6 separate regions of the Mus musculus genome follow, and regions 1, 2, 4, 5 and 6 are each linked to region 3. The links are chromatin contacts, called in public HiCAR-type and promoter capture Hi-C maps. All regions are on one chromosome and are shown on one strand. Each heading gives the region's core, a stretch centred on a gene start, on an enhancer-like site or on the middle of the called end of the contact. The rest is flanking DNA. Distances are from core to core; before and after follow the strand shown. Region 1 holds the start of Pdcl (phosducin-like). Region 2 holds the start of Rc3h2 (ring finger and CCCH-type zinc finger domains 2). Region 3 holds the start of Rab14 (RAB14, member RAS oncogene family). Region 4 holds the start of Strbp (spermatid perinuclear RNA binding protein). Region 5 holds the start of Ttc16 (tetratricopeptide repeat domain 16). Region 6 holds the start of Zbtb26 (zinc finger and BTB domain containing 26).

Region 1 (4,208 bases), core at 769-3,268, 2.2 Mb after region 3:
TCGCTGGTGCTGTAGTAGTACTGTAATTTCTCCCCCAGTAACTTATCATCCAGGGTTGTCATGGTGCCTGGAAAAGAAAAATGTATCAAGGATTTTTTGCTAGCTTGAGCAAGGAAGACATGAATCTGAACCATACAAGGTACACTTGGACTGACTTCCCAGAACTTTATAAGAATCTAAAGGTGTTTTCATAAGCAGAATCTCAACAAACCCCAACCCTGGATCTATGCCATAGTTTACCAGGCTTTTGTTATAGCAGGCAAAAACAAGGCTTAGATAAGGCACATTTCTTTGCTGAGCTTTGCAACAAAGGCTGAAGCTGTTAACAGACCCACTGATGTATGACTTCCAGGAGCCTGAGAGGGGCATTACTGTCTACTTGTGTGAACTGGGTAAGAGGAATCTTTTGGTGTGGTTTTTATTCGTATACACTTTTAGTTTTAAGACTGCTAACAAATTGGGAGAAAGTCCTCAGGGAAAACTTCAAAAGGGACTACCAAGGGTAGGTATACTGTTGAAACTAAGTCATTCACTCCTTGCCTCACTAAGAGCCTAGATACATGGTCTCAAGCTGGACCAATTATAACCAGCAAGTCTCCACGACAAAACTTAAATAAGAGCCAGATGGTTAAAGAACACCTAGGACCCAGATGTTTTGGGAAAAGGTACAGTTCAGTGCTTTAGAAGTCTGTTTAAGACTCCAGTAGCGCAGGGCAGTGGTGGCCCACGCCTTTAATCCCAGCATTTGGGAAACAGAGGCAGGCAGATTTCTGAGTTCGAGGCCAGCCTGGTCTACAGAGTGAGTTCCAGGACAGCCAGGGATACACAGAGAAACCCTGTCTCAAAAAAAAAAAAAAAAAAAAAAAAAAAAATTAATTAATTAATTAAAATAAATTAAAAAAAGACTCCGGCAGGAATGACTAGTCAAAAACAAAAACAAACAAACAAAAACGTCCTTCCTCTAAGCATACCAAATATCAACACTGCGCTGCCTTCAGAAGAGACTTAACATATGGTATTTACTCTATTACAATTTACCTCTCTCCCACACAGCAGATTCCAGTCAGGACAGAGCACTGTGCACGCTGAACAGCAACCAAGAGGAAAGTGCCAGCACCAGGGGAAGGAAGAAAACTTTTACAATTTCCTTGTCTGGGATGTGCCAGAGGGCCACAACTCGGTCCGATGAGTGAAAAACGGGGCCAGAAGAGGAGGAGTGTACTGAGGAGACTGGGCTGCTGAGAGGTGAGAACACTGGCAGACAGAAGTGGCATGCACCCGCAGTGCAGAAAGTAAACCTCAAGTGGGGATAGTAAACTTGAAGAGGTGGAGGATCATGAAGAGGGTGGAGCTAAGGAGAGGCACAGAAAAGGAGGAGCAGTGATATGGGCAGGGCCAGTGAAAGGCTTCCAAGAGAGGCAGTTAAGAGTGTTAAGAGAAAGTAGGACAGTGAAGAAGACAGGGCTGCACAAGTGGAACACAGAAGGGCGGGGCTAAGCTTCCAGGAAGGCGGAGCTTATGGGACAAAAGGGCAGGGACAGGATGTTAAGTAAAGCAGAGCTGTAAGGACGGAGTGGAGAAGGCGGAGCCATAAGGAAGGTGGGGCTGAGGAGGCGGAGTAGCGAGGAGGACAGGGCAGGGGAGGGCACAGTGAAGAGGGCGGTACTGAGGAGGGACGCTCCGAGTCTCCAAAGGAATTTGAGAAGTACAGAGGAATTGGGATCCAGGAGCCGGGAAGCAAAGTAGTTCGCCCAAGGCGCGTAAACTCCTGCCCCACCCATGTCTAGGCCCGCCGCTTCCTCCTTGCCGACGCCTGCGCAGTTAGTTACCTCGCCTCGCTCAGTCTGCTCCTTCTAGACTAGCAGCTCCTGTCACCAACAAAGGACGCTCGCCTAGAGAAAGAGAAGTGGCCGAAAGCCTTGAGCGACAGAGAAAAAGCTGCCGTGGACTCTGCGGACCAATCACACGGCCTTCCGGCGTCGCGGCGGACGCACGCTACCCAATCACAAGAAGCTTATCTCGGCGTCTGAGGAGGAGCTACGGGTCTTAGCTTAGGACAAAACTCGTAGATGTGTATTTCTAGTTAAATATGAAATTTTTATTAACTTACGTTCCAAGTTTCGAGACAAATTACAAAGGAATATTAAGGCGAAAAATAACTCGAAAACATTAACTTCTTCAAGAATAAGTAACTCAAAGAACAGAAGTTGTATGACAACCTGAATTGGATTGCTGGACTGGAAACGAGCATGGACAACTGAAGAAATTTGAATAACTCTTATCAACTAATGTTAGTCAAATAGTTGACTCTGTAGTTTACAGAGTTTACAACAGTTATGTATAATGATTACCTTTGAAAATTCTAGATTAAAAAAAAAGTCAAGGAAACTACCCTATGTTTGAAAACTTTTGTTAAACCTCAAATGATTTCAAACTGCTTAGTTGGCGTGTCTTGTACACAACTGTGAGATTGCAAATTAAACCGTGTGCTAATTAAAACATATCAAATTTGCTCGATTTGTATAAAATGCAGCGTTTAAGATAGGGCTCTTAATTTGAAAAGGGGGTTTCTTGATTCCTGTTTCTAGGACCACCTAGATGTTACTGCAAATTTGTCTATGTTCACATTTTAGAATTTCATCTTCTTGCCCCAACTGGGTGGTGGGGGTGATGGAGTGGGAGAGCTGGATGAGCCATCAGACCTGACTAAGCTTCCAACGTCCACCCATTTGGCCCAGGATTGGGCTAGTATTTGGGCTAGACTCAGAAATGCAAGGTACCTCCCCATGCCATCCCACCCCCACTGCTACCCCTGCCATGCAAGTTCTGTGCAGGGATAACATACTGTGGCCCCCAGGTTGAAGGGTGCCCAGTGCCCCCAAGTTAACCTGGAGACCTAACCTGAGGGCTAGGCAAGAGCTGGAGTGGAGAAAAACTCAAATGGGACCTGGGGCTTTTCCTGGACCGTCTCTTTGGAAAGATGTCAACTGAAAGGAAATAAAACTGTAATTCATGTAATGTATGTTAAATAGCCCAAAGAGTTGTTTCTGAGCTTTGAAACCTGGGGCTGAGAACATAGCAGAACAGACCAGGACATGCCCGGGCAAGCCCATCGCCTCCCTAGCTCCCACCCCTCTGACCTAAGTTAAATGTTACAGGCTGCTGATGTTTAAATGGACCAATCATGTGAAACCGCGCCAATTCCTCCCCCAGCCCCACTCCTTTTCTATAAAAACCCCTAGCTTCCAAGCCTCGTGGTCGAATCCACTGTCTCCTGTTATGTGAGATACGTTTCGACCCGGAGCTCCGCCATTAAAAACCTCTTGTTGTTACATCAAGGTGTTGTGTTCTATTCGTGATTCTTGGGTGCACGCCGAATCGGGAGCTGAGTGGGGGTTTCCCCACTGAGTTCTTTCATCAACCAAGAAGACCATCTGCTGCTCTGAGGACCTTGAGCTTAGTTTCAAGAACATGTGTAAGCTGCAGTCTCTGTTGTAGAAGTGTGTGGAGGAGGTGGAGGACGAGAGGGGCTGGAGAGATGGCTCAGCATTTTAGTACTATAATGCTCTTCCAGAGGACCTGGGTTCCGTGCCCTGGTGCAGGCCCACAGGAGAAAGCAAATGAGTAGCCAATGAATGGGTTAGCCTGACCCCAGCACTTAGCAAGCCTACTTTTCACTGCTGCTTTTGTCTTACTACCCAGATCATACTCTTAATAATTAACTTGTCAAAGTTACAGGGGTTGGGGTGGTGGTAGAGAATCAGAGAACACCAGTCAAATGATGCTCTAATCTGTAATCTTCCTTCAGGCTTATAGACATCAGAATGGTGAGCATGATGATCTATGGACAGCACTAAGACCACGTAGAGAGAACTGATTATTTCAAGAATGCCCACGGTGGTACCCACACAGCTATGATTAAAATTAGACTCCTCAGAAGTCACATATAATAAGCCTTTGCATCTGTGACCCCCCGACAAAGGGTTTCTATTGTTGTGATGAAACTATATGACCAAAAAGCAACTTAAGAGAAGAAAGGGTTTATTCAGCTTACATATCTATATCACTGTTCATCCCTAAGAAGTTACAACAGGAACTAAAGCAGGGCAGGAACCTGGAGGCAAGAGCTGATGCAGAGGCCGTGGAGGAATGCTGCTTACTGACTTGCTCCCCATGGCTTGCTCAGTCTGCTTTCTTATAGAACCCAG
Region 2 (4,562 bases), core at 1,754-4,253, 2.2 Mb after region 3:
ATTCAGAGATACACCTGTTTCTGCCTCCCCAAGTACTGGGACCAAAGGCTCACGCCACCATGTGGCTAACCTTATCTTTCTTATTACTGAAGTTCTTAGTTACTCTAATTATTCTGACTCTAAAAGGATACCATTGGGAAAGTTTTGGGTTCCACATGTATGTATGTATATTTTTATGTATGTATGTATGTATGTATGGTGCCACCGCATGGCAGTTGAGTCCTATAAATACGAAGGAAGTTCAGGGCAAGAGGACAGTTAGCAAGCTAAAGGTTAGCCTAGGCTACAGAGCAAGTTCCACCCTAGGCTGGGTCAAATGAGACCCTGAATCAAAAATATCAAAAAACTTCCAGCAGTGGTGGCACATGCCTTTTATCCCAGCACTCAGGAGGCAGAAGTAGGTGGATTTCTGTGAGTTCAAGGCCAGGATGGATTACACATAAAAAAAATAAATAAATAAATAAAAAAAAAACCCACAAAAAAATACAACAATCTCTGGTTTTCAAAAAGAAAAAACCATAGCGGAATCAATTTTGGTGGTTTATTTTATAAGTAAAATATCATTTTAACATGTAATCATGTAAAAACCTAAATATTAAAATGTTATAGAATATTCCATTAAGTCTTTGAAATGTAGTATACATTTTGCATTTAACAACACATTTCAAATTACACTAACTCCATTTTAAGTCCTTAACTGTCACATGTGGCTATCAAGTAGTAAAAGCAAATCTCGACTACAAATAATATAAAATAATACTCAAGATCTGATTTTTATTAGAAATTTTGAGGTACGAGTCACACACTTAAGGATTTAGAAATGGAATTAGAAATTAGAGATGTAATCAACAATTCTCACGAGACTGGGTACAAATCATCTTTAATTTCCAACTAGCTTTATTTTTAATCATAGACTTCCCTTTTCCATCTCTAGGAAATGAAATTTCAACCAGGTCCAACCAAAAATAAGCATGTACTTATTACAGCCTTGTTAAGCCAGGGATGGTGGTGCACACCTTTAGTCCCAGTGTTCATGAGGCAGAAACAGGTGTTCTCTTGAGTTCAATATTAGCCTTGTCTACATAGTGAGTTACAGGACAGTCAGGGCTACTTGTGAAGGGGAATCTTGTCTCAAAGAACAGAACAAAACAAAACAAAAAACAAAATAAACAAAACTTTTTACAAATTTATAGCATTTTTACCCATCACATAACGTACAGGCTCTAGTCTTAAAATATAAAATCCTAAGTGTAGAAAATAATGCCTCTGACAACTGGAAGGCAGCAAATTACAAACACAGAAACTAAATTAATGAAAACATGAACAAGAACGTCTTCTTGCATGTCATACTAACACAACAATAACTCATGGGGTAATTCAAAGGCTCCACTAATGAATTAGATTTCAATTCAATTCTCGAAGAATAAAAGCCTGTTTAATTATGGTACCTGTCTTCCCTAAACAAGACTAGAAAATATATTAAGTGTTTTGTCCTTCAAGCAATTTTCCAAACTCTGAATGTGGGAAACATGAATCACCAAATCAACAAAACAATGGTAATATTGGAAAATAGCCTTTAATAGGATAGAATAGTCTCTGGGTTTTCAAGAACTGACTGTGTTAGTAAACAATTTAAGTAAACAATTTAACATGGATATTGATGTCAGATCAGTGATGTAGTTTTTTAACCACATAAAAGGTAAAAACAGGAATCTACAAACTATTCTTAATGAGTCCAAGTCTTAGGCTGTGTATACAAGTTAACCACAAAGAGACTAGACCCACCAACTAGAACATTCGTTTCTTTCCTTCTGTCAAATAATATCACTTTAGTGTGCCATTATTAGCTTTCTCTGGTTAACTCCAAGTTTTTACTGGAACTTTAAAGCCTGACTACTAAAAATGACAGGAAGATTTGTAAAACACTTTTAACACTTTATTCGGGATATAAAGTCAACTCTAATTACAGTGGGTCAAGATGAGAAGAAATTCCTTAGGGTCCTAAGGTTAGGAGGACAGTGGGATTAAAAAGAACCGAGGTGGAGCTTAAACAAAAATCTAAACAGGTTGAGAATCACTGAATTTGAATACTTAATGTCTGTGATTACTTTAGACTATTTTGGTCTGAAGGCTGTGTCTGCCAGTATCTTAAAAACTCTGGTGATTTCAAGGATGGAAATGACAGCTACCCTTATCTCCTTCCTAACGACAGAAAAGTACAGCTGTTTCTCTTAGAAACAAAGATGCTTTCTACCATTCTCCTAAGATGGTGGAAGAGTCTCCTTATGAGGCTCCCCCAAGGAAAATAATAAGAAAGGGGGAAAGAAAACTATAGCAGAATTCCCTGGCTGTGCTTCATGCCATCGCTCCTAGTCACATCCCCTGGTCCAGCCATCTCCCTCCAGGGAGGTTAAGCCCTCCCTGGGCATTGTTTAGCCAGGGTCCCTATTTACAACACTCAGATCGCCTCCATCCCAGCGCTGTGGTCTCGGTAAGCCCAAGGGCTGAAAAGAAAACGCTAAGACAGGACCTGATCTCGGGGACCTTTTCGAAAGCCCCTCTTCCTACATGGGTTAAGCAAAGAAGGAAGCCGGCCTCTGTTCGGGTGGGATCCTCAGTGGTCAGAGGCGTCCCTTCAGCCGGTGCTGGAGAAAGGTGGCCATCTGAGCGTTTCGCTTCGCATCAAAAAGCCCTACCAGAGCGAGGGGCCTCTCTGTCGTGTCAGGTGCGGCCCGCGACTCCCAACCCTCGGGGTACCGGCGGCCACCGTGCACAGGCCGCCGGGCAGAGACAGCTCCCCGCCCCACCTCTGAGGACCCGGCAGCCGGGCCAGGGCCCCAGCCGCATCTTGCCCGCCCCCGCCCTACCTGAGGGGCCCGGGCGGGGTCGCTAAGGGCCGCTCCCGGGGGCCCCGCGACGGCGCGGCTCGGCGACGGAGGCGCCTCGTCTCGCCGGGGCAGAGCTCGGCGGCGGTTTCAGGGCCTCAAACTCCATCGGGAGCTACAGGGACAGCCCCGTTGGCGGCGGCGAAGGCCGCGACGGGGCCTCCTCCTCCTCCCTCCCTCCGCCTCCTCCTCCTCCTTCTCCTCCTCCTCCTCACCACGGAGGCGGACCTGGAGGGATCCCGATTTAGCTCTCGCGAGAAGATACTGTTCACTTCACGCGAGATTACGCAAGCCCGGGAGTTGGGGCAGAAGGGAAGCGTAGTGGCCCGGCCACCAGAACTGCGCATCAGTTTCCCTCTGAAGAAGAAAGCCACCCTCGTCACATGACAAAGGAACCCCAGAGTACTGTGGGAGATGATGCGAGGACTAGGCAAGACGAAGGGCCTTATGGGAAACTCCCTGCACATCTAAGCCTTGACCAGGAGGCTTGCAAGATTGAGCCAACGTTAAATTTATCATCCATAGAGCAGAACCTGCTTCATCTATGTTACAGTCTACTTTACTCTCTTTGTAGTGAGATACTAACCAGATTAGCAAATAATTCTCCAGTTTACAAAAACCAGGACCAAAGTGAAAACGTTTGGCAAACCCACCTACCTCATCTAAAATCCCAGATGCCTCAAAAGTGAGAAGGATCAAATTTTACAAGTTTTGGAATTATAACTCAATATTTGTTAGAGGACTTATGGCAACCTGTAAGGTAGGAATTATGAAGAAAGACTGAAAATAAGGATGAGAAAAGCAACAATTATAAACAAATATGCCAGGCTGTATGATAACTGATATTTTAAAAGCATTTTAGTTTTATAGTTAATTTATCAAAGTAATCCTAAAAGGTTAATATTGTGAATCTATGCTAATGATGTGCAACTGAATGTGAAACAAAATGTTCAGCAACATCCATGATAATAATCTGTATGTAAGTTAGAATATGGAAATTTCTCTAATGAAGCTTTAAATATACATGAGTTATAATCCAGATGTGGGGCTGGCGAGATGGCTCAGTGGTTAAAAGCACCGACTGTTCTTCTGAAGTTCCTGAATTCAAATCCCAGCAACCACACCGTGGCTCACATCTGATGCCCTCTTCTGGAGTGTCTGAAGACAGCTACAGTGTACTTACATATAATAAATAAATAAATCTTTAAAAAAAAATGCAGATGTGATGGTGCATCCCTGTGAACCCAGCAATTGAAAGGTCCAGGCAGAATCATAGACTGAACTGCTTACAACTGCAGCTCCAGTGACACAAAGCTTCTGGCAAGTGTGACAAGATCGGCTTTTTAGTTTTTGCATTTTGTTTTTTTTTGTGAAAGATCCATTGGCCCCACCTGTTTGTTGTTTGTTTTGTTTTCTGGTGCCTTGGCTAGCCTGTAACTAGCTCTGTAGACCAGGCTGGCCTCAAACGCAGAGATCTGACTGCTTCCCAAGTGCTGGGATTAAAGGCATGTACCACCACCTGGCAGCCCCACCAGCTATACATTAATAACTCATTATTCATAATTTCATCCAATTATGTTAATCAAAAAAGAAAGTTTCCCAACAATCAGGTGTACATTTTGGTATTTTCTTTTTGTTTTTGTTTCAAGACAGGGTTTCTTGTGTAGCCCTGGCTTT
Region 3 (4,465 bases), core at 1,668-4,167:
CCTTGGAAAATAACCTGCCCATTTCTGAAACCAACTTTTCATAACTCACTTAAGATTACACTTTTGTGTAAATTAATGTAATAAAAAATTTAAAATACCAGACTGCTTAACAATGTCCACAGAGAAAGACAAAACCTTCCCACTAATGATAGTGTGCTATGAATAAGAAATGAAGTACTCCCAAATCTGTTTTCTGATTTCCATAAAAGTATTTAACAACAACAACAACAAAACAATGGTACCTGCACTTGAAAGAATTAGTAAAAGCTTACTAATGACTTGTCTCAGACCCAGGTGAGTTTGGTAGGAGCAGTGTAGAGATAGACCAAGACTGTTCACTGCAGACACTGATCAGTAATACAGTATTAATGCTCACTATACTGATGCTTTATTTTGCAAACTTTAAAAAGTTTGAAATATAGTATAACTTAATATTAATAATAATTTGTCTCCTGCATACTTTTAAAATACTTGTGTATGACTGTATGTGTGCACATGTGGCACACATGTAGATATTAGAGAGAATAACTAGCATGAATCCTTTCTCTCCTCCTTCTGGGTGGGTTCCAGAATCTAAGTCTGGTTGTCAGCGTGGCAGCAAAAGACTTTACCTACTGAGCCATCTTGCCAGGCCCACATTGCTAACGTTTTTAATGTCATAAACACCTCGAGAGCTATAGTTTGAACATTTTTATCTTACAAGTCTTGCTAAGAGTATGCAAATAAGACCTATAAAACCTGGCTGCAAGAAATTTTCAAGCTCTGTTGCAAAGCTTAAGTTTACAAATATACAATTTAACATGAAAAATATAAAGCAAATTTTTTTAAAAAGCCTTAATTCCAAGGAATTTTCAATAGCAATTATAATCTAAGGTTTTTACACCTTTACAATAACTCCACTTACTGAGCCCCTAATATAAACTAGCTACTTTATAAACAATTTCTAACCCTAAAAATTCATTTTACAAGTTAGGAAACCGGGTCAGAAGTGATTTACTGATGGTTATATACTACTAAATGGGCAGGTAAGATTAAGCCAGAGTCTACTTCGACAGTACTTGTCCAACAGATATTAAACACCCATTATATGGCTAGCAAAACTACAGGCAACTTGCATGTCAAACCTGAGCTTTCTTTAATTCTAGTTAATCCTTAAAATGACCCTGAAATGTGGGCACAATTTATAAGGACACTGAGTCTGGGAGGTTAGCTAACTTGGTTAGGATCAATTCAGTAACTAACATGTAGGTATGGTTTGGGCGATTTTACTTGACCATGCACGAAAGCGTGTAGGCTAAGGTTTTGTGCCTTGGGTTCTGCCATTTCCTAGTTACACTGAATTCCCGAGATAATCGCCTGCTGCAGGGAAGGGAAAAGAGGAAGCTGCATTATTAATGGGTCAAATTTGTACTCAACAATCACATTTACATAAAAGGTAATTGAAACAACATGTCATGACCAGTAAACTTTCCAAGAATTTCCATACTTGGCTGTGCAGCCACCAAGAACATAGCTTTCTTCACAAATACGGAGGACATGCTACCACCACCTCTCCTCCAAGGAGCATTTGCCAGAGTAGCAGCTGACATGATAGATTTTGGGTCTTATCAGTTCTCACCCAGTGTGAATGGAGAGAAAATGGAATTCAGTTGTCTCCTCTCTGAACCGATCCAGTATTGTGTATCTCAGCCCTCGTGGAATGTACTGTAGTACAAAACATACCAGCCAGGATAGGGAGAAGCCATCATTTGTGTTCCATCATTACTCAGCTACAGGACAACTTCTGGCTTCGGTCCGTCCCTCGCCCCTTATTAAAAAAATGCGGAAAACTCTCAAAAGGCACTCGAAGCAAGCAAGCTATGTGTGAAGACACCTAAACCCGTGTCTGGCACACACTGGAGTTTTAGCGTTCCCGTTCCATCGTCTTTTCTCAAATTCTCGAGATGCCCAAACTTTTTCCCTTCGTTCTTTCTAGATGCTGTCTAGGTTCCAACCAGTGCAGGCTGGCCAGGGACTTTACAGGGATTCGGAGAACCTCGCGCACAGTCCCACACGCCCAATCCTCAGCCGGGACGACAGAGCGGTGGCTTACAAGGACACGGGAGCCAGCCCGAGACGCCGAAGCGCTGCCTTTTGTTGAGGCCCTGTAGGGTGGGACTGCCACGGCTGGGGGCTCGTGGGTGGCAGGCCGGCGCGCCACGCGTGGGGCAACACTGCGGGGGTGTTCTACAGCCGCGGGCAAAGGCGGCGAGACTCGGGCCTGCGGAGGCCGCGGCTGTGCCCCGCAGGTCGGACGGATGAGGTGGGAACACACCCTCCCTGCACGCCTCGGAGCCCGGCTGCGGGCAGGGAGCGCGAGCCGCCCGGGACGGCGCGGGCGACAGCTCGCCCCGCGGAGTCCTGTCAGGCCGGCGCCCTCCGCCGACCCCCGGGCTGGCCGCGGCCTGCGGGGCCCAGCCCGGGACGCCGCCCGCCTACCTCTCGGCTCGCCTCCGCCCCTTGGAAGGGCCGGGCTGGGAGGCTGGCTCCGGCGGCCCCTGCGGAAGGCCTTGGTTACCTGGGGGGTTGCTGGTGGCTGGGCAGCTTTCCGGACGGGAGGGGGACGTCAGGACGAGGAAGCGGAGGGCGGACGCGGCGGGAGGGAGGCCGGAATCCGTCAGCCGAGGCCCTGGCAGGTAGGCGGGCTGGCCGGAGGTTGCAGACACTCGGGTGGCAGTCGCGGTGGCGGCGGCGGCTGCTCCTGCGGCTCCCTCAGGATCTTCCTCGGGCTGGCCCAAGATGGCGGCGCTCCCTGCACAGGGTTTCCTGTCACCCTCGCAATGGGCCGGACCACAAAAGAAGGGGGGAGGATGCGCGCGCAGCCAGCGGAGCCCGGAAGAGGGTGGTGGAGACTAACCTGACGGCCACGCCCCTTCGTCAGTTCGCCCCTCCGGAGTAGACCCGCCTCGGCCTCGGCCCGCCCCCACTGGTCCTCACGCCTGAAGGAGGCGGGGAAAGGAGCCTGCGCAAGCGTAGTCGTGTGCCACGCCTCCCGGCGGAGTTACTGCGCAGGTTCGCACGCTGTTTTCTAAGGGTTGACAGTGTCTGTCCAGAATTGTCGCCGTTAGAGACCTAACTATTTTTAATACGCGTAACTGCTTATCACTGGGCCGCCTCTGTATACCGGCTTCTGGAACACACACGTATTTACTGCATTTATTCAACATTTACAGACCAATTGGAGACTAGTAGGAACAAGGCTGGCCAACACCCAGAGACGCTTCTCGTGCCATCAGAGGCAAAAGGGTGGTTCACATTGACCAACCCATTTGTATAATCATGTAGCTAGGAGGTGGCCCTTTCTTGTGTTTCATCTTTGTCTAGCTTAACCTTGCTTTGCGGACACCAGCAACAGGAAGAGGGAAACTTGACATTTTTACTCCCACCTTCCCAAGACACTTCCCACTCCCACCTTCCCAAGACACCTTGGTGAAAGCAACAGTTTCACTTTCTTGGTCTTTCGTCTTTTTGCCTTGTAGAACCTGGATGTGGATTTACTTATCTTACATTTACGTTTATCTTACATTTCCTTTTTTTATCTTATTATTTATTTGACATTTACGTTATTTATCTTACATTTACGTTTAATTTATATTTTACAATTACATTGCCACAAGGATGGATATGTTAATAACGCAAAGCAAAGCAATTTTTTTTTTCAGCATAGAAGTTGACCTTTTTTCTCCTGATTTTTTTTGAGGAGTGGAGTGGGGTTCAATACAGGATTTCAGTATGTACTTCTGGTTCCCCTGGAACTCACTATGTGAATCAGGGTGGCCTCTAACTTGCAGAGATTTGCCAGTCTCTGTATTCCCGTGTTATGGTTAAAGACATGCACCATCACACCCAGGTTTCCCCCCATGATTTTAAAGGATTTGGTACATATCTTGTGTGTCTCTGAAGGGACTATGGACTGTAACCATTATCCCTACCATGCCTAGTGGATAAAATGGCCCTTTCCAGAACCCCCAAAGAAAAGTCGCAATTCTAAGCGTTTAAAACCTTTCGTTGTAAACTGGTTCTGCCTTAGGAAAGTGAGATGTCATTAGAAAAATACATAGCAGTTTGAAAATCTCTTGTTTTGATAAATACATGATACAGACAACAGTTTTATACATGTCATTTACTTTCTCAGGTCCTCAGACTTTTCTCCAAAGTAAGGATGTGATATCTAATTCCTATCTTTCTTGTTAAAATTAAATAGACAATGCATACAAAATTCCTGGCATATAATACCTTGAATGGGGACTATTATTATTTGATAAGCATAAGGTACTCTCTTCCAGTCCTGGAGGTCAGTGGTTTAATTCATTGTGGTGGTTTAAATAAGAATGGGCCCCATATGACATATATAAGATAGAAATTGGTGCCATGGACTGGGGTGTTGTGTGACAGTCATGACCATTCCATTTGTTGGAGGAATATG
Region 4 (4,683 bases), core at 1,840-4,339, 2.5 Mb after region 3:
ACACACACACAAATTCTAACATAAGCTACAGATCACTAAAGGAGACAAGGCACTGAAATGTTGGTTCAAAATCCTGAAGTTTAATTCCCATGTACCTGGCAAGCTGATGGTAGACTTACATCCACCCAACTCCAGAAGTGTCTTCTCTCATTTAAAGCTAACATTACATACACCATCAAAGCAAACCAAAATACATAAGAACCTAAAGGCCTCAGCTAAAGTTTACTTCAATTACTTGGTTAAAAAAAGAGCTGACAATCCAGTGTTGGTTATTAACATTTTAAAGGTTAGAATCCAAAGGCTCTATTTCTCCCACTTTTAGAAGCTTACATTATATTTGTCAGCCTGTAGCATGAGACTCTGATATTACATCATCCAGCACCCAAATACTGTCCCAGGAAGCTTCTGGGTACCTGAGACACAACATATCAACTGCATATTCTCTTGAGCTCTTGATGTTACTGGCCTCTGGGACCTGCTTTCAGGAAGCTTCACAAAGACATCTACTATGCACCTACTGCAATTCCATTTCCTTTACCTTTTGGGTGTATTCTTCACAATGTATAGCCACATGTCTACTCAGTCAACAGAGCTAAGTGAATACACACCACATACTGCCCAATTTGAAAGTAGGTGGTCAGCTCTTCCTTATTCCTTTCCCATTCACTTGCTGTAAAACTAAAAGTGGGGCTCATCACCTCTTTGATCCTAAAAAAATTAACTTTAAAATATTATATGCAGGGAGGAGGGGAGGGGGGAGGGGAGGGGGGACTTTTGGGATAGCATTGGAAATGTAAATGAAGAAAATAACTAATTAAAAAAAATTTTAAAAAAAGATATTGTATGCAATTGAAAGTCCTTTATTCTCTGTTAATCAGTCTAGGATCCACATCCTGTGTCCACTGTCCCAAATTTCTAGTTCCTCTAAGCCTGAAAATAATCCTCCCTAGTTTTCTCCTCCCATTGGACATCTGCACTCTACCCTTTATTATCTCTCAGTGACTTAATTTTGGACCCTTTACTGTCTTTTGGGTTTGTTGTTGTTGCTTGTTTGCTTGTCTTTGTTTTGTTTTTCAAGACAGTGTTTCTCTGTGTGGCCCTGGCTCTCCTATAACTGACTAGGCTGGCCTCTAACTCAGAGCTCTACCTGCCTCTGCCTCTCAAGCACTGAGATTAAAGGCAACCACCTTTAATGTCTTAACACTGTAAAACTCCAATCTTTCCTCACACTTCCACACCTTGAATCTTCCAAAATCTTAATTAAGTAACCTACTTCTGAACCCTCTCTGACAGTCATTTCCTGCTTTAAACATGAGCATCCTACTTCCCTCAGCACACCAACTCCATACAACTGTCCTTCTAGCTACAGCCATAAACCCATAAACACCTCTCCTTTCCTTCAGTATAAGTACTATTCCTTTACATTTTCTACTACAAAATACCCTTTCTTCTGTCCCCTGCCTACTCCTTTCATTTCCTCTACATCCTACTACTGATTTCCCTTCAAACATACCCCCTACATCCTACTACTGATTTCCCTTCAAACATACCCCCGCTTCCATCTTCCTCCTCATTCCCAACTTCTCTCCACACCTCCTGCCCTGGGAATATTTCCATTTACACACACACACACCTTACCTACCACTCCCATATTTCCTCTCCCTCCCTTCTGCTCACCACCCCACTCTCCATCCTGCCACACACCCCATCCCTTTCCAGGGTGCTCCCAACCTCAAGGTTTCCTCTTCTGCTGGTGCCCACTAGAATTTCTCACACAAACACCCTCCGCTTCACTCACTTCTGCTGCCCTTTTACTGCTACACACACCTCCTGCCTTGACATCTCTCTCCACCCAACCTAAAACCTCCACATAACCTCCTTATCCCCATTTCTCTCCCAAAGCCCTCAAACTCAGTACCTGTGTAAACCACTCCTCCTCCCACTTGCTCTATCCTCCTCTACCCTGAATACAGAACCAAGCCATTTTCCCCAAGCCTGTCAACCCCTTCCTGTCTCCTTCCATACTTCCCAGCCAGATACTCACTAGGGAACTCCTGACGTCCTGGGCGCACACACACAGACAGACATCTCCTGCCTGAATACCCTCAATTTCAACCGCCACCATTTGAGAGAACCCCCTCCTCTGACACTCCTTCCCTCCATCTTTTGGGGCTCAGCCTGCTCGCCACACTCCCAGCTACGGACCCCTCCTCCGCCATTTCCCTTCAGGCGTCCGGTGGCCTTCCCGCTGCCTGCCCCATTCTCTGCCCCTCACAAGCAGCGCTAACCAGGGCATCTGCTCCTTCCATTTCTGCCTAGAGGTGCCCATCTTGTCCCTCCCTCCACCACCTCACTTGCCCCTGCCCGCCCCAAATCCCCCTACACACCCATCCGAATCCCCAAACGGAACGTCCTCCTTCCCTCTCGAGCCCGACCTAGGCCCCCATGGGTCCCCCAGGCGTGCCCTTGAGGCCCTGGTCACCGTGGGGCCGGGTCCCTCAACGCTCCCTTACACCCAAATCTGCCCACACCCTGTGCCCGCCCCCCGAGCCTCTCCCCAGCTCTTGCCCGCAACGTCCTCCAGCACCTGCCCCGAGTCCGGAACCCTCCCACCTCCCCAGAGCTGGCGCCCCGCACGCTGCCCACGCCCTCGGGAGGTTCAGGGCCGGGACCCGCGACCCCGACCCCGAAAGCAAGCAAGGCGACCCGCAGTCCTGACGCGGACCGGCCGGGTACCGCGGCGGCGACCACAAAGCTCAAGCCGCGGGGCTGGGATTGCGCCGCGCTCCTCGCCTCAGCAGCCGCCGCCGCTGCTAAGGACGCACAACAAACAATGCGGGGCCCGGGCAGCCTCCGCCAACTGCCTCAACCGCCGCCTCAACCGCCGCCCGCCCGGGACGGCCCGCCGCGCAGGCGCCGGCCCCGCCGCAGCCTACCCGCGCCGCCGCGCTCCGCCCGCGTCCGCTCCCCGCTCCCGCTCCGCCGCCGCCGCCACCTCGTCCGCCCGCGTCTCCGGCTCCTCAGCACAGCGGCGGCGGCTGCGGCGGCTGCTGCCTTGGTGGCGCTCGCGGATCCGAGCTCGGCTTCGGCAGCGACCGCGGCGGCGGCGGCAAGCACGTGACGCCGCCGAGCACGCCCATTGGCCGATCCAGGGGGCGGGGCCCGCGGCTGCTGGGGAACGGAAAGCCCGCCCCATCGCCCTCCGCGCGCCCCCTGCACGCGCGCTCTGCCGCACCTGAGAGCTCCGGCCAGCGCCCGCCGCCGCCGCGCCGCGCTGTCGCCTGCGTCAACTGCGCACCTGGGAGCGCGCAGGGCGCTCAGGCCCGCGGCCGCCGCCTGCACCTGCGAGACCGCTTACGTAAACTGCGTCCCGCCCACCTCGCGGCGCCTAGCCCGGGCCGCAAACCGTACCTGAGCCCCGCTGTGCCTGCGGCGGTAAGCGTTGCTGGGCGGAGGCCAACTGCTGAAAAGAGCTAAGCGCGCATTAACTTCGTAACTGCAGGTTCTGAGAGCTGCTCCCGGCCGCAATGAGAGCCGGCTTCCCCAGGTTCTGCGTCCCGGTGCGGGATGCTTCTCCAGCTCCAGCCTCGGCCTTTACGCTAACGGAGTAAGCGCCGCAATGCCTCCCGGGTGGAGGAGGGGCAGGCAGTACCTTGGCTGAGTAAGAGACTCCGATCCCTCCTTGATTCGCTCCCCCTCCCACTTGCCGGTTGTGTGACCTTGGCCAAGTTACCGAACCGCTCGAGCTTCAGTTTCCACTTCACAAAAACTAAAACTGTAATTCCTATTTAAGAGCCGTTGAGCAGATGGCATAAAACAATAGATATGAATTTTCCTGGCACATAGCAAGCACTGAACAAAAATCAAAATCTCCTCTCCCTACTCCACCCTTAATGGCCCGGGAAATCCTTTCCCTCCTTATTTCCCTCCTTAGGTCTGGAGTAGTCTAGCTAAACACCTACCCACTTTGTTCCAACGGTGGTACTGGGAAAGAAATAAAAGGTTCAAGTTTTATTTTACAGCTCTACGTTGGCATCTTCTTAGTGCCTAGCATTCTCCCAGGGGGTTCAGCCCATGCTTAGTGTGTGTTGCATGCTCCACACTCGGCAGGGTGCTAGAATGCACTGAAGAATAAGTCAAGGTCCTTAGCCTAAAGCAAACCTAGCAAAGAACCCCACTTAATTTGAGCAGACAGTAGGGGACTGACCTCCCACACTCCCCCTGGTAGGTCCCCTTCTCATCTTGCTCCTGTACCAGACTCAAATATTAACAGCTCTGGACTGGAAATGATTCTCAATAATACTTGCCTGACATGGACAAAGTCCAGGGTTGCATCCACAGCACTACCAAAATATATGACCTCAGTACTTCATTCACAGAATATGTTAATACTTAGAGTTAAAAAGCTTTGAGTATGGCCTTCAACTTCAGGACATACACACTTCCCATTGCCCCTCCTTGACACTTCATTAACAACAAAGCTGTCCTTTCCTAGCTATCCCCAGGTCTGTAACATATCCCTGAAGTCTATGCTAAGCCCCAGATCACTATGTCTGATTGGCACCTCATTCTAGCCTTCTGGAAACCTGGTTGTTCTATCAGTTTAGAACATACTCCATCTGGAGCCCCTTGACTGCCCTGAGACACAGGTCCAGACTCTTCCTGCTTGTGCATCACCAGTTC
Region 5 (4,586 bases), core at 1,335-3,834, 2.4 Mb before region 3:
GCCAATATCTGACTTTCAAAAGAACTTTCAAAAGACACTGACGGTACTGAGATGACTCAGTGGGTACAGGCACTTCATCATCAGGCCTGCCGATGCCCAGGGCCCACCCACATAGTACAAGGAGACATCTGACTTCTGACCTCCCTAGGCACACAGATGCACACATACACACAAGCACACATGCTCAAGTCAATGTCAAAATAAATGTTAAGCAGTTAAAATTCCACTTAGTACTAGGGACAGCACTCAGAGCCCTCTGTGTGCCAAGCTGCCATCCTACCACTGAGTCACACCCCTTACGGACCCAACCCACCCAAATCGAATTTAAAATTTAGTTCAGTCATACTTGCCACACTGTAAGGACTCAACATTTCCATGTGGCCAGTGGTGACCCTATTGGATAGTGTGGGTAGGTCAGAGCCTTACTGCAGAAGTTCTAGACACCTCCAGCTAAATTAATAAATCAGCGATGGGGGCAGCTGGTGTAAACAGGTGCACAGACCGGGAGTCCCCAAGAACTCAGATCCTATCCCAGGAAGGCTCCCTGTAGGTGAAGGGCAAGCCAGTAGCTGGGGATAAGGTGAGAAGTCCCCTGCGGGTGGGGCAGCTGAGGCACCTGTAGGTAGAGCACAAAGGCCAGCCGGTTCAGGTACTTGTTATTCCCTGGGTCATAGGAGTAGGCCCTGCGGAGGTTCTGGAGGGCAGAGGAGAAGTCACAGAGTTGGATGAAGGCCTCAGCACGGAATACATAGAAGTCTACCTAAAGGCAAAGAGACCCTGGCTGTTATTTCCTCTCCAACTTCTTCCCTTCCAGGTGGTTCCAGAATCTGATGGTCCTGGGAGGAAGGGCTAAGCAGGTTTGACAGTGACAGGGGGTGGGGGACTTATGCCCAGCCAGTTGCTCCCTGGGGACCACTCTGACTCTCCTCTTACCAGTTTGGGGTCCAGGTGGAGGGCACGGGAGAAGAACAGCACAGACATCTCCCAGTCCTCTTGTAGGAGGCACTGATGGCCTTGGTTATAGCTGTGAGGACAGGACAGGACAGGACAGGACAGGCAGTGGATCTGGTATTGATCTGGGACCAGCCCAGGACCTTCTCAGGGCTAGAATGGGGTATGCAGGAGGGAGGGCTGAGGTAAAGAGGCTGCAAAAGCCATCAGAGCTCCACAGAGGCCAGGCTGACCTTCCTGGAGCTCTTCCAGGGCATCAGCCCCTTATCCCTCTACCCTCGCTGTTCACTGAGACCCAGAGAGGGATAGCAGCCAGCTTGCAGCTGAACCCAGTATTAATAATGGTTTTGTAGAGTAGGAACCTGGAGTTGGAGACAAAGAAGTCACTCACTACTCTCTGACTTTGGCAGGCACTGTTGATCCTATCATCCTTCGTTTTGTAGGATCTGTCATAACATAGAACACATGACTGGTCCCAAAGATGCGTCGCAGGATCTTCTCTGGGGCTTCAGGAACCTTTAGCTTTGGAGTTTTCTGGGAACGGGCACTGTGAGGCTCCTGGAACCAAGCCAGGGGCAGTAAGCTCAGAAGGCCTCAGGAACACTTCCCCCAGGAGCTTTGCCTACTGGAAGAGGTGTGAAGAGGCCTCCTGGTAGAAGGCACACCTAGTCTGGGGTTCAACAGTCCCCCAGGGCTCCAACATTTCTCTAGCCCTGCCTCTCTCCCTGTCCTGTGGTCAAGGTCAAGGAACCACTGCACCCTCTGCTCTCCTCTTGGGCTTTGTCTGCTCTCACCTTGTGCTCTAGCTGCTCATCGTTTTCAGACCCTGCTGCACAAGGTTCCTTGTGACTCCCGCCCTGGGATTCTCACACTCGTCAGGTCACATTGAGCAAGCACTTCACCTGACTTCTTCCCAGGGCTTCTCACCTCTGTGTGATCACCCTTCCCATAGTCACCAGAATCGGGGAACCTATGTCTCATCAGTCCTCAAGTTCTGTGTTTCACTCCTCAAAATCTCTCCACTTGGGCTGGGCACGGTAGTGCATACCTTTAATAACCCCGTTCTAGAGCTAGAGGCAGATGGAGTTCTCTGAGTCTATAAAACAAACAAACAAAACCCCAAAACGTTAAAACAACAACAACCCCCCCAAAAAATCTCTCTGCCCTCTCTCTCCCTTAGGACTGGGAGGCCAGTCACCCTTCTCCCCTACCACACTACAAATGATGACCTCTGACCTCTCCCAGTTCCCCTGAAGGGCTTGACTGGCTCTTCCTCAAGCCCTTCTTGCGGCCCCGACCTCTGCCTCAGCTTTCCCCTTCTCAGCCCTCACCTTGCTTCTGTCTGTCATGGCCAGGTTTCTAGGCTAACTTCTGGGCTAAGCATACTCTGAGGTTCCCTAGCTCCGTTGTTGCTAGGCACCAGGTCCACGATGTCCATAGGCCCCGCCCACTTGGCCCCGCCTCCGAGAGTCACTAGAAACTCAGCAAGGCAAGCCAAGGCCTAAGTCAAGGAAAGAACCTATGGGCAGTGCACGCCGACGCGGGCCAGGGTAGAAACTTAACGAGGTACCAGCCCTCGAGCAAAGGCCGAGCAAAGGCTGAGCCATACAGGGTGACGCGTCGCGGAGGAATGCACCCAGACACTCGCCCGGGCCCGCGATCCACCCACTTCCGCCCCGCAGAGACATGGCGGACGCCAAACCCAGCCTGGATTGGGCGTCGCTGGACATGTCGTGATGCTATTGGCTTAGGGATGCCTGACGTCAAGGGGCGGGGTCCTGGCTGTGAATGGGAGTCGGCACGTTGAAGTCCGGTCTTTTTAGTCCAGGGATGCGGCGGAGTTGGGCCTTGAGCCGGCAGGTTTCCGAGGCTCGGTTCCCCGGGAAGCGGTGGCTGGTGAGTGGGGCGTGGGTGGCTACACAGGGACGCGGGGCTTGGCTCCGCAGCTACGCTTACATTTAAGTGTATGCGTTGTATGCATGTGCCCTGTGGCTGTCAGAGGGCAACTTAGGAGAGGGTTCTTTCCACCATGTGGGTTCTGGGGATCGAACCCAGGTTGTCAGGGTTAGCAGCAACCTTACCTTCGGAACCATCTTTTCGGGATAGTTGTCCCTTTTTCTACTTAGTCAAATAGGCGCAATACTAACTGGCTCCAAACTTTTAGTTTTGCTCTTGCACCAGGGAGCGGCATCCTCTGGCTGGTGGGGCCTCCAGGAGTTCCCAGACCCTTAAGTGCTCCTTCCCAATACTGTCGCTTCTGTTTCCTGGTCAATGTTTTGGGTCCTGAGTGAGTGTTGCCTACAGGTGGCTGGCCTGGGGAACCACGGAATGCCCGGCACCCGGCACAGTGTGGGCATGGCGGTGCTGGGGCAAATAGCAAGGCGACTGGGAGTGGCGGAGAATTGGACTCGTGACTCGCGCTGTGCTGCTGACCTCGCCCTGGCCCCGCTCGGGGATGCTCAGCTGGTACTGCTCCGGCCGCGGCGCCTCATGAACGTCAACGGGCGCAGCGTAGCCCGAGCTGGTGAGTTGTAGGTTTCATGGATAAGAGGGCACAGGGACCAGAGAGAGGGTTCAATTGTGACAAGTGCCTGGTGAGCCCCAATTACTACAGTGAAGGCTTGGGGAAGCCTGTTTACATATGGGGGTTGTTGTGACCCCTCTGAGCAGATATGCAGTAACTAGAGTGTTGTTTCCCTGTGCCAAGCGGAGCTGTTTGGGCTGACTGCGGAGGAGATCTATCTGGTCCATGATGAACTGGACAAGCCGTTGGGAAAGCTGGCTCTGAAGCTGGGGGGCAGCGCAAGGTGAGGCTCTTATGTGCGTAGGTTTGGGTAGGGATGCTGGCCTCTGTTGGAGTGGAGTAAGATTGTTGAGACTATCTATCTCGATAGGCTGGGCTGCTCTGAAGAAGGCCTGGGCAAGGGAATGGAGGAAGGGCACTGCCTCAGAAAGTACTAACTGCTCTTCATATCCCCTCAAGGGGCCATAATGGAGTCCGTTCCTGCATTAGCTGTCTGAACTCCAATGTGAGTCTACCCTTCTGCCCTGCCCTGGGTGGGGGTGGCTAGCATTGACATTGTATCTCACCAATGCATCCTCATTCCCCTGGGACCCTACAGGCAATGCCAAGGCTGCTGGTGGGCATCGGGCGCCCCACACACCCTAATATGGTGGAGAACCATGTCCTGGGCTGTTTCTCCCCGGAGGAGCAGGAGCTACTGTCCCCATTGATGGATCAGGCCACTGACCTGCTCCTGGACCACATCCGTGCTCGAAGCCAGGGACCATTGTCAGGCCTCTAATACCAGTGGATATATCTACCTGTTTGACTGCCTGCCGGTGCCATGAAGCCAAGACAGGGCCACAGAACTGCAATGACACAGTGGTACCCAATGTTTATATAACTTCCCTGGGTTTCCCCAGGCTACTTGCAGATTCAAGGAGGGACTGTGGCCACATCAGTCTGTTTCTGCAGCAGCTTGGTCTCCCCGTTCGCTATTTGCGGTGTAGGAAAGGTCTAGGAAGGGTAAACTTTCTGAACCTTTTGAGAGCTCCAGATGGGTAGATCTGCAAGATTAAAGATACGAACTTGAAATTGGAAGCTTCCTGTGGGGTTAGGCACCAGTGGGTAG
Region 6 (4,143 bases), core at 682-3,181, 2.2 Mb after region 3:
TGAGTGTCTGCCTGCATGTGTGTATGTGCACCACTCGCATGCCTGGCGCATGGAGGCCAGAAGGTAGGAGATCCCCTGGAACTGGAATTATGATAATTCTGAGACACCGTGTGAGCTCTGAGAACGGAACCCACATCTTCTGCAAGAGCTGTATCTACTGACTATCGTTCCAGCCTATTAGTTAATTTTCAAATGAACTTAGAATGGTGCCTGCTATGTGCTCTTTAAACATGTTCAGTAAATAAACAAATCTTTCACGTTTCTCCAATGGAATATCAAACCAGTTGAGGCCTCTGATATTTTATATTTCATTACCTCATCTACTAAAATTGCTTCTTACCCATCCTGTTAACAAAAAAGATCCAAGGGATTCTCTTCAAAATCCTCTTCTGATATTTGGGTCACCCTAGTTGCTTCAACCCTGTGTTCTTTTCTCCCTTTTACTGTTGGCTCCAATTGGAGTTCCTGCTTCATTAGCGTAGCCATTGTCCTCCCAGTAACCTTCTTTCTCAGTGCACCCTCTAGGATGCCAGATCTTCTTATGGTCTACATGCTATGACGCTGAGGCTCATCTCCATATCTGTGTCCCCAGCTCCTACACTGGGCAGCTGTATGTCACTATCCCTTTAGACATAAATTCAAACTCAAAAACTGAATTTGTAATTCTTTGTGGTTTTATTTCTGATTATGGCATTGCTATTCTTCAAATGTCAACTGCTTAAATTCTAAGACTTACTTTTTCTTCTCTTTCAGCGTATAATTATCTATGACACATTAGCACTTGCCTCCTTTCTTGTAACAATACCGTAACTCTACTTTAGATTTTAATGCATCTCACCAGGACGTCATCACCTTTTCAAAATAATCTCAAATATAAGTACCTAGACTTTAGCTAAGAGAACCCAGAGTCAGCTATTTCTATTCTACAGGCTTCCCAGAGAACAAAATTACTTTCTGTAGTACAAATCTGACCATATCAGTTTCCTGCTCAAAGAGCTTCAAAAAGATAATTCATCTCATTTAGTGTTGGTTAAACTTTTCACTATTTGGATTTCACTTTACTTCTCCAACTCAAACTCTTATGTACACAACCTCCCTGTCCCTATTCCTTTTTCTCATAGTCTGTAACGTCTCAGTACCACTACAACTTTTCTTTTTTTGGAAAAAGTAATTTCACGAGTTCTCTTTATCAAGAAGTAGGATTTAGAGGCCACTCTCTTCTACAGGCTTCCCAGCAACTGTCCTTAGAGCAGTTGATTAAAGTAACATATTGCATACCCTCCACCCTCTTACGAACATCAATTTGCTTATAAATGTCGCTTCCAAACTGGAGATGAACACTGGATATTTGATGAACCTCTATTGAATGGCATAACACCAGTAATTCAAAAGGTGCTGTAATCCGCGGTTGAGCAAGGGTAAAACCCATCAAAACCTGGCACTTACAGTAGACTCGCGGTTGGCACTGAAGGCCTTGCCTTGGCTAGCTCCCGCCGTTCAGTTTTCTGCCGGCCTCAACTGCAGCACTTTTTACAAAATGCCAGAGTCTGGCTTCCTGGCCAGCTACAGGGCCCTATATAGAGGGTCTCAGGAAGCGGTCCCTGGGGCATCCTGAGATTCCCCACTGCAGATTCGGGAAGGGGAAGAAAGTGGGATGCAGCATGGGCCAGTCCAATGGCTCAAAAGTCTGGGGGCCTAGACCAGCTCCTTGGCTCCCATCCCAGGGCAGGTTGCGGCCGATCCAGGTCCCCACGGGGGCTCCATTTCCAGAGACCCCGCACCCTAGCCCGGCTCTCGGGTGGCCTCCGAACTTACAGACCCGGGGGGAAGGTCGCCATCTACATCTGGCAAAACCAGGAGCTGCGGCCCCTCGGGGCTCCGGGAAGGGGGAGGGGCAGGCAACCTGAGCCAAAGGGGGACCCAACGGAACCGGAAGGGCAGCCCTGGCCGGACAAAGACAACTTCCAGGTCCCATGGTCATCTCCGCCAATCGGAATGCTCGGAGGACGACGGGCCCCTGAGAGGGACTTTCCGCGTTGTGGGCGGGGCGAGGCCAGGGAATCGGGCTGCGGAGGGTCGGCTTCGTGAGCTCTGCTGCTTGTGGTTCTTCGGTAGAAGGCGGGCCCGAGCTCTCTTCTTCGCGGCTGCAGTCACGAAGTGCTCCCGCTGACCGTTGCCTGCATGGGCCTGAGCAGCCTGTCTGCGAACAAGCCGTGGTAAGTCCCTCCCGCCCAGGGATGTGGACTCGCTGCGTGGGAGCCTGGAATGCAGAAAGCTGTTGTTGGGTCCCGTCCCTTGTGGATACTGGTGTTTCTTAGGAAATCTTCCTTTTATGTTCCCAGGTCAATCTCTTGCCTTCCTTATCTTTGGTTACCCTAGCCGTTCACAAATCTGTGGTTAACCTGAATACCTCTCTTGAGCACTGGAGCCAGCCACTTAGACCGATTTCCTGTTGTCCAGTGTTTAGTGTGCCTTTTTCGTAACAAGTTCATGCCCAGGCCTACCTAGCTATAGTTCTTGTTTGGTGAAACAATCATACAGGGCCTCTTCCCAAAGAGAAAATCTGGAAATCATTCTGAATTCCCTTTACTTTGCCCATCCACTTAGTTATTGCTTTCTCTACATTTGTTTTATTTACCGTTTGGTGGTGTTATTATAGGAAACAGAAATAATTATCAATTTAATCTTTTTCCAAGCTTAAAGCTAAGTGGCTTTGTACAATGTTGTATAACCACTGCTAGCTATTCCCGCATTAACTCCTTGTATTATTTTGTGGATATCCATTTTCCGTAATATCTGTTGAAAAGGTGAACTTTTTGCCCATTGAGTGGACTTTTTGGAAATCAGTTCGCTTTATGAGAGTTTCTTATTGGGCTGTCTAGAGTACGGTGGTCTATGTTTATTCTTGTGCTAGTACCATACTGCTTTAATAATCGTAACTTTGCAGGCAGTTTGGCATTTACTGTGAGTGCTCCATCTTTATTCAAGACTGTTTTGGTTCTTCGAGATGTTTTTCACTTCCATCTGAATTTAGTATCAGGAACTGGACCTAGGACTTTTCATGATACGCAAATACTGTATTACTGAGCTACATCTTCAGCCATACTTTTGTATTGATTTGAGGATTGACTACCATTTCTTGGGAAACGGCTTTTGGAACGTTTTTTTTTTTTTTCCGTTTTTGTAAATCTGTAGGTTGCTTTGAATAGTATTATTATTATTATTATTATTTTATGTCTTCTTGCCCATAAACACAAGGTGCCTCTTCAGGCCTTTTATATAAATTATTTTCAGAAATGTCTTCTTAGTTTTCTGCATTCTTGGTTCATTCACACATTTTTATCAGGGTCTGCCTCAATTTTCATAGTGCTTATTGCTAGTGTCTAAAAAATACATTTAAAAAAAGCACTGCTTTTAGCCGGGCATGGTGGTGCACGCCTTTAATCCCAGCACTCGGGAGACAGAGGCAGGTGGATTTCTGAGTTCGAAGCCAGCCTGGTCTACAGAATGAGTACCAGGACAGCCACTGCTATACCGAGAAACCCTGTCTCGAAAAACAAACAAGCAAACAAACAAACAAAGCACTGCTTTTTAAAAGTGTGTTTGCATAGCTCTTGCAATTCATTTATTCAGGTAGCCCCTCTTGTGGACTCTTTTGATCTTTCTATTACACGTTGGTGTAGTCTATGAACAGAAATCATTTACTTCTTTTCCAGCAGGATGCTTTTTTTTTCCTAATAGGGCAAACAGTTTTAATACAATGTTGAACAGGAGTAGTAACAATAAAGTAGAAGTGGACATCCTTGTTTTATTCCAAATGCAAAGAGGATTTTTTTGGTTGGTTGGTTTTTGTTTTTTGTTTTTTGTTTTTCGAGACAAGGTTTCTCTGTATAGCCCTGGCTGTCCTGGAACTCACTTTGTAGACCAGGGTGGCCTCGAACTCAGAAATCTGCCTGCCTCTGTCTCCTGAGTGCTGGGATTAAAGGCGTGCACCACCACGTCCAGCACAGGAATTTTTTTTTGGCTTTATATTGAGTACATATGTTTCACTATGAATTCTTCATGTTGAAGAATTTTCTGCCAATTCCAAGCTTTATGCAGCATGCTATCTTGAATAGATGCTGCTCTACATCAGTTGAGGTG

Evidence for each region. Promoter capture Hi-C pulls out the DNA fragments that hold promoters and counts their contacts. HiCAR-type assays count read pairs that join an accessible place to other places.
Region 1: a contact with region 3 is called in a HiCAR-type map of astrocytes, with 5 times the contacts expected there. The contact joins the promoter of Pdcl here to the promoter of Rab14 in region 3. A contact is called at or near these places in 5 of 39 promoter capture datasets (3T3-L1-derived adipocytes, cranial neural crest, frontonasal cranial neural crest and 2 more) and 1 of 115 datasets of contacts at active chromatin or transcription factors (astrocytes).
Region 2: a promoter capture Hi-C map of pre-B cells shows a contact between it and region 3, with 5 times the contacts expected there. The contact joins the promoter of Rc3h2 here to the promoter of Rab14 in region 3. A contact is called at or near these places in 5 of 39 promoter capture datasets (3T3-L1-derived adipocytes, cranial neural crest, hippocampal neurons and 2 more), 1 of 484 Hi-C or Micro-C datasets (B cells) and 2 of 115 datasets of contacts at active chromatin or transcription factors (astrocytes and epiblast stem cells).
Region 4: a promoter capture Hi-C map of pre-B cells shows a contact between it and region 3, with 5 times the contacts expected there. The contact joins the promoter of Strbp here to the promoter of Rab14 in region 3. A contact is called at or near these places in 2 of 39 promoter capture datasets (liver and pre-B cells).
Region 5: a contact with region 3 is called in a promoter capture Hi-C map of pre-B cells, with 2.2 times the contacts expected there. The contact joins the promoter of Ttc16 here to the promoter of Rab14 in region 3.
Region 6: a contact with region 3 is called in a promoter capture Hi-C map of pre-B cells, with 4 times the contacts expected there. The contact joins the promoter of Zbtb26 here to the promoter of Rab14 in region 3. A contact is called at or near these places in 3 of 39 promoter capture datasets (the C10 cell line, hippocampal neurons and pre-B cells) and 2 of 115 datasets of contacts at active chromatin or transcription factors (astrocytes and embryonic stem cells).

The regions. Positions count from the first base shown.
Region 1 is chr2:37,357,314-37,361,521 of GRCm38.p6, forward strand. Pdcl (phosducin-like) reads right to left here and starts at 2,019. Exons shown (of 4, transcript NM_026176.3): 1 at 1,830-2,019; 2 at 1-67. The coding sequence starts at 62.
Region 2 is chr2:37,419,900-37,424,461 of GRCm38.p6, forward strand. Rc3h2 (ring finger and CCCH-type zinc finger domains 2) reads right to left here and starts at 3,004. Exons shown (of 22, transcript NM_001100591.1): 1 at 2,868-3,004.
Region 3 is chr2:35,198,203-35,202,667 of GRCm38.p6, forward strand. It overlaps Rab14 (RAB14, member RAS oncogene family), which reads right to left and starts at 2,918. Exons shown (of 8, transcript NM_026697.4): 1 at 2,558-2,918.
Region 4 is chr2:37,700,256-37,704,938 of GRCm38.p6, forward strand. It overlaps Strbp (spermatid perinuclear RNA binding protein), which reads right to left and starts at 3,090. Exons shown (of 18, transcript NM_001379315.1): 1 at 2,937-3,090.
Region 5 is chr2:32,773,049-32,777,634 of GRCm38.p6, forward strand. It overlaps Ttc16 (tetratricopeptide repeat domain 16), which reads right to left and starts at 2,585. Exons shown (of 15, transcript NM_177384.3): 1 at 2,283-2,585; 2 at 2,000-2,047; 3 at 1,343-1,509; 4 at 934-1,024; 5 at 617-760. The coding sequence starts at 2,300. Ptrh1 (peptidyl-tRNA hydrolase 1 homolog) reads left to right here and starts at 2,773. Exons shown (of 5, transcript NM_178595.3): 1 at 2,773-2,847; 2 at 3,256-3,475; 3 at 3,659-3,758; 4 at 3,935-3,980; 5 at 4,074-4,545. The coding sequence starts at 2,782. The coding sequence ends at 4,256. It overlaps Cfap157 (cilia and flagella associated protein 157), which reads right to left. Exons shown (of 9, transcript NM_025619.1): 9 at 4,365-4,521. The coding sequence ends at 4,450.
Region 6 is chr2:37,441,241-37,445,383 of GRCm38.p6, forward strand. It overlaps Zbtb26 (zinc finger and BTB domain containing 26), which reads right to left and starts at 1,932. Exons shown (of 2, transcript NM_199025.3): 1 at 1,447-1,932. Rabgap1 (RAB GTPase activating protein 1) reads left to right here and starts at 2,045. Exons shown (of 26, transcript NM_146121.2): 1 at 2,045-2,216.